2 separate regions of the Mus musculus genome follow, and region 2 is linked to region 1. A link is a contact called in public HiChIP or PLAC-seq data. All regions are on one chromosome and are shown on one strand. Each heading gives the region's core, a stretch centred on a gene start, on an enhancer-like site or on the middle of the called end of the contact. The rest is flanking DNA. Distances are from core to core; before and after follow the strand shown. Region 1 holds the start of Ift46 (intraflagellar transport 46). Region 2 overlaps Kmt2a (lysine (K)-specific methyltransferase 2A).

Region 1 (2,700 bases), core at 58-2,557:
TGGCTCAACGATTGAGAGCACTGGCTGATCTTCCAGAGGACCCAGGGTTCAGTTCCCAGCACCCACACTAGAGCAGCTCATTACCATGTGTAACTCCAGTTCAAGGAGATCTGACAACATCCTCTTCTGGTCTCTGAGGGCACCAGGCAGGCAGGTGGTTCACAGAAAAACATGCAAGCAAATAACATACATACACATAAACATTTCTAAAATAGTAATTTAAAAATTAAATTAAATTAAATTTAAATTAAATTAAATTAAAAAATTAAAAAAACCCAAAACACAGCGAACCTGTGCCAGAATCTACTAGCAGTAACAGCGAGTTAAAAATGACAGGGGATAAGTTTGCACTCAAAGATCCCAAAATCTGATGGACTGGTTTCTCCCTCAACTAGTGAGAAAGCAAAATCAGCGCCAAGTTAAAGCAGGAGGTCAACACTTGCTAAGAGCTTGCTGAATACAACCTGAATCCTATCTGCGCCACTTGTTTGAAAATCACCTCCCTTTTTTTTGTCTCTCATCTTCTCTTACCTTGCTGTCCTGGGGTTGGAGTGCTAATACTGGCAACCTCTTCCGAGTCGTTAATCTCTAGACGCTCATCGTATGTCTGGTTCTCAACAATTTTGGTCTAAGCAAAAGGAAATACGATTACATAGCTCCTATCATGGGATATACATCCAGCCTCGGTGCAGAGATGCATTCACCCCGATCCAAGCTTTCCCCCAAAGGAAAGTTTCCTGACCCAAGAGCATTATTTAGCTAGCATTGGCTGGGTGCCAAGAGAAGTGCAGTGGAAAACGGTATCCAACCCTTCCCAGCAGCAACCCAAAAGCTCTACATAAGATGCAGGCAGGGAAGCACAGCATGCACAGCCAGACTGCGGCCGGCCGTCCGTCTCAGGTTTGGTCAGTTTTCGCACAGCTGTTGAGGCTTCTGCCAGAGGTGGAGGGTATGGGGATGGGACAGGATGGTCCTGAGAGAAGGCAAATTCCAGCCTCGGCCCCATCCACTAATCCTCAGAGCATCACCTCTACTTCCGCCCGTTTTGAAGATAGGATCCCACCGGGTTCTCGGAGAGTCAAGGATCCAGGGCAGTTGGTGGGGCGCAGAGAGCAAAGAACGCTGGCGGGAGCACCAATTACCTGTAGCCCCTCTGGATCCGTTTCTTCTATTTGGAAAGAACCCCAGCCGAGGACTGGGGTCTCACTCTCAGGCCCAGCCACTTCAAGGATCCCTAAGTGCAACAAGCCGCCTGTTGTCAGTCGTTAGGGAAAAAGATAAATAAATCAAAACAAAGCGAGAGTCTGAAGGAACGATCGCGAGACGTGCCCCGCCACTGCGCCGCCACCCCGCCCCTCTGCTGCGGCCGGTGGTGGCGGAAGCAGAGACGCGGCGCTGGGATAGAGCGGCCCCGGGCACTAGGCGGTCTAGCAGCCCGCTTATCTATGGTTTCCGCAACTGAGTCGGTTGTGACATCTAGTGGCCAAAGGTGGAAGGCCAGGCTAGTGGATTTCTTTTCTCCAACTAGAAACTGTCATCTCAAAGACAAGGCTCATTTGGCCTACAGTCTCTCCTAGATAGGCCTAATCCACAGTTTAGACACTCTTCAAGGAAAAGTCCAAGCATGTTTAAAAGCCCTTTTATAGCATCTCTGTGGCGCGATAGCCCTTTTCCTCGCGATACCCTATGTCACAGGAGCATACTTTCTCTTCCTTCATCTGAGATTAGGATTTATCTGTGTCCTGTGTTTTTACTTGCTAAAGAAAACTATGAGTCAGGCAAGCTGGTGCATAACTGCTATCCTAGCGCTTTGGAGGTGGAGGTAGAAGGATTAGAAGTTCAAGATCAGACTCAGTAAGTAACTTGGTAAATTTGAGGCCAGCCTGGGCTATTGAGGTCCAGTTTCAAAATTGATAAAAAATAATAATAATAAAATAAAATAAAAAATAACACAGCTGGGCGTGGTGGTGAAAGAGTAGTAAACTCAGTGCTCCAAGGTATGCTAATCATAAAACAGATAGTGACATTCCTCCACCCACCCACTTCCTGAGTTCAAGGAGTATTCATTCAAAGAAAGTCACCCTGACCATTACCGGAAGCTGCAATGCAAATGTGCTATTGTTAGGGGCTCTTAGAAACTGTCTTGAGAGTTAACAATTACCAGGTATTCCTTGTGACACCTGTGACTTTGTACTTCCTTGTGACTCTTACCTGGTATTTTTGGTATTTTCCAACAACGCCCTTCCCACCTCCTTGAGTTGTGGTTTTTCTCCTTTAAATACCCCCTTACTCAGCTACTCGGGGCGCCACAGTCCTCTACCCCTGCGTGGTGTATGACCGTGGGCCCGAGAGCACTCTTGAATAAAAATCCTCTTGCAATTTGCAACAAGACCGTTTTCTCGTTGGTGATTTTGGGGTGTCGCCTCTCCTGAGTCAGAACGTGGGGGAGTCCTCATGTTGTGGGTCTTTCAGTGGCACATGCCTTTAATCCCAGCACTGAGGAGGGAAAGGCAGACGGATCTCTGAATTCTAGGCCAGTCTCATCTACAAAGCGAGTTCCAGGAAAGTCATGGTTATACACAAAGAAACCCTATCTGGAGGCCACACCACCCCCCAAAATAATAAAAGAAAAAAAGAAAAAAAAAAGAAAAGCACACTGTCTATTCTTGCAGAGGTCCTGAGTTCAATTCCCAGCACCCA
Region 2 (2,700 bases), core at 147-2,646, 64 kb before region 1:
GATCAAGTGTAAAATAAGAAATGAAATGTATATACATATGTTATATATTCTGTTTTCTCAAGACTGAGCAAGTTGCAAACGGAAGCCATTCTGCCTCTATGATAGGACACACTTGTGTAACCTCTGTATCGTCATCAAGCCAACACTGATACACACTTGTACTTACCTGTAGGCCTCTTTAAGTCTGACCACTTGTCTTTGTAATAAAAACAGGGTGTTTCTTTGTTTGGTCAGAAGAAAATTGAGGGTTGTTACATTTTTAAAACATTACTTTTATTATGTTTAATCACGTGTAGGTGTCCCTATCTGGGAGTGTGCGTACATGAGCGCAGCACCCTCGGGTCCACAGGCCTAGGATTCTCAGGAATTGGAGCCACCCTAGGGTGTTAGCCATTAAACTTGGAGGTCCTTGGGAAGAACAGTACTGGTGGTTGTATTTTTAAAAATCCTCTGCCAATATAAGATGTACTTTTAAATTACAGCTGGGAAATGTAGCTCATTCTCGCACCCACCTCCTCTGTGTGCAGTTTTGTCTACACCTCTCTTGGGGTCTCTTTCTGCATTTAGCACATTCCGTTTCCCCTTTTGAGGCAGAGAGCCTTCTGTGTAGCCCAGGCTAGTCTCTCACCTCAAACTCTCACCTCACTCCTTAGCCTCCCAAGTGCTGGAATCAGACGTGTGTTACACCATGCCCTGTTAAATCTTAGATTTTTTTTTGGTCATTTTATGATTCTGCTATTCCTGTTTTGGTTGCCTGAACTCTGTGTTGCTCTTAAATATCTGCATAATTCCTTATGTCGAATTAAGTGTAGGTCAAGTATCTCTTATTTAAATACTTGAGACCATAAATGTTTTAGGTATCTCCTTTTTGTTCTTTCTTTTCAAGTTTTAGGATATTTGCCTATACCTATACCTAAAGAGATATTTGAGAGAGGCATAAAAAATAAAATTTATTTTACTTCATGTATTGTTATACATATCTCAAAAGTAATCTTAGACAATAGTTTTTTTGAGACAGGAACTCACTTTGTAGACCAGGCTGGCCTCAGATTCACAGAGTGCCACCTGCCTCTCTCTACTGCTGGGATCAAAGGTGTGCACCACCCTAGCCAGGCTATACTTCTGATAGTGTCAGCTATGAGACAGAATATGTGTACATTGAATGAGGGAGGCCATTGTACAGTTTTCTTCATGTGTGTCCTGTAAGATGCAAGACTCACGTTTTGCTGCATCGGGTTAACACAGTGGATGCCTAGGACCCACAGGATGTATGGACGATGGTTATTATTTCTCTGTGCACCCTGGCTACATGCTTTGTTCTCTTCCTGCTACAGTTTGTGTATTGCCAAGTGTGTTGTGAACCCTTCCACAAGTTTTGCTTAGAGGAGAATGAGCGCCCCCTGGAGGACCAGCTGGAAAACTGGTGTTGTCGCCGCTGCAAGTTTTGCCATGTGTGTGGAAGACAGCATCAGGCTACAAAGGTAGACCGAGTCCTGGCAGCAAGGGGCTTCCTTGTTCCCTCCCCCTCCCAGCCCCCTGTACTGGGAATTTGTGTCAATATATACTGTCTACTGACAGTTTTTCTGACTGAAGATAATTTCTTGATTTTTTTTTCTTTCAATTTTTGGAAAATAGAAAATAACTTTAGGAAAGAAAATCCAAAATTAAGTAAAATCTGTGTGATAAATTCCCTTATCACTGAGTGGCTTTGGGGTGTGAACCTCTGTGTTTCCTGGCGTGTCTTGGCGGGGAGGGCGGTGTAACCTGTGCTCTGGCTGTTGTCTCCCCACAGCAGTTGCTGGAGTGTAACAAGTGCCGAAACAGCTATCACCCCGAGTGCCTGGGACCAAACTACCCCACCAAACCCACGAAGAAAAAGAAAGTGTGGGTGGGTACACACACCGTGCTCCTTCCACAAGCATCGTGGTGGCTGGGTGAGGCTGGTGGCTTGTAGCAGGATGCCCCTCCTTTAGTCTGCCAGCATGACGGCTGCTTCAGAGTGATCTCAGTAACGAAGTCAGATCAGGAACAGCTGCATCCCCAGGCTTTGAAATAACAGACGACGCTAGCCCAAGAGATCCCTACTGAGTGCCTTTCATTCATTTCCAGATCTGCACCAAGTGTGTCCGCTGCAAGAGCTGTGGCTCCACCACTCCAGGCAAAGGGTGGGACGCACAGTGGTCTCACGATTTCTCACTGTGCCATGACTGTGCCAAACTCTTTGCTAAAGGTACCTAGTGCTGAGTGACTGGTCCTGCTTAGTATTTGTGGGGACTTTGTGGAAGGACGTGGGACCCTCCTCACTGTGTCTCAGACGGGCTAGGCACATGTAATACTCCTGCCTTTTTATTTCTTGTTTGTTTTGTTCGTTTTTGTTTTGTTTTGTTTTAAGATGGGGTCTCTATGTGGCCCTGGTTGTCCTTGAACTCGCTCTGTAGACCAAATTGACCTTTAAGTCACTGAGATTCGCATGCGTCAGCCTCCCAAGTACAGAGGTGGAAAGTGCAGCCACCTCCTAGTGCTTCTTGCTTTTTTATTTACATAGACGGCAACTTGAACCATTTTTCTAATTAATATAGGGAGAATTATGGGGATATTGTTACTGCTACTTAGAAACTACTCCAATAAAACAGTAGACCCAAAATGTGGTAAATACACACTTGATTTCAGAAATGAGGTCAGGTGGTATGTAAACATTTT

The links. HiChIP or PLAC-seq counts read pairs in DNA pulled down with a chosen protein or histone mark.
Region 2: a contact with region 1 is called in an H3K4me3 HiChIP or PLAC-seq map of bone marrow-derived macrophages, with 2.1 times the contacts expected there. The contact joins the enhancer-like site here to the promoter of Ift46 in region 1. A contact is called at or near these places in 1 of 39 promoter capture datasets (embryonic stem cells), 1 of 15 datasets of contacts at CTCF or cohesin (the NIH/3T3 cell line), 12 of 484 Hi-C or Micro-C datasets (CD8 T cells, bone marrow-derived macrophages, embryonic stem cells and 8 more), 9 of 115 datasets of contacts at active chromatin or transcription factors (CD8 T cells, the HPC-7 cell line, the NIH/3T3 cell line and 5 more) and 4 of 9 other capture datasets (adipose tissue, embryonic stem cells, liver and 1 more).

The regions. Positions count from the first base shown.
Region 1 is chr9:44,771,616-44,774,315 of GRCm38.p6, reverse strand. Ift46 (intraflagellar transport 46) reads right to left here and starts at 1,307. Exons shown (of 12, transcript NM_023831.3): 1 at 1,143-1,307; 2 at 532-628.
Region 2 is chr9:44,835,332-44,838,031 of GRCm38.p6, reverse strand. It overlaps Kmt2a (lysine (K)-specific methyltransferase 2A), which reads left to right. Exons shown (of 36, transcript NM_001357549.2): 11 at 1,335-1,481; 12 at 1,793-1,888; 13 at 2,110-2,230. Among named protein-coding and RNA genes, the nearest start is that of Gm39326, 18 kb to the left of the region's middle. Within about 2 kb of position 1,396, at least 2 of the 459 cell types and tissues checked have an H3K27ac peak or open chromatin away from gene starts, as enhancers often do. A contact at or near this core is called in bone marrow-derived macrophages, where this site is marked.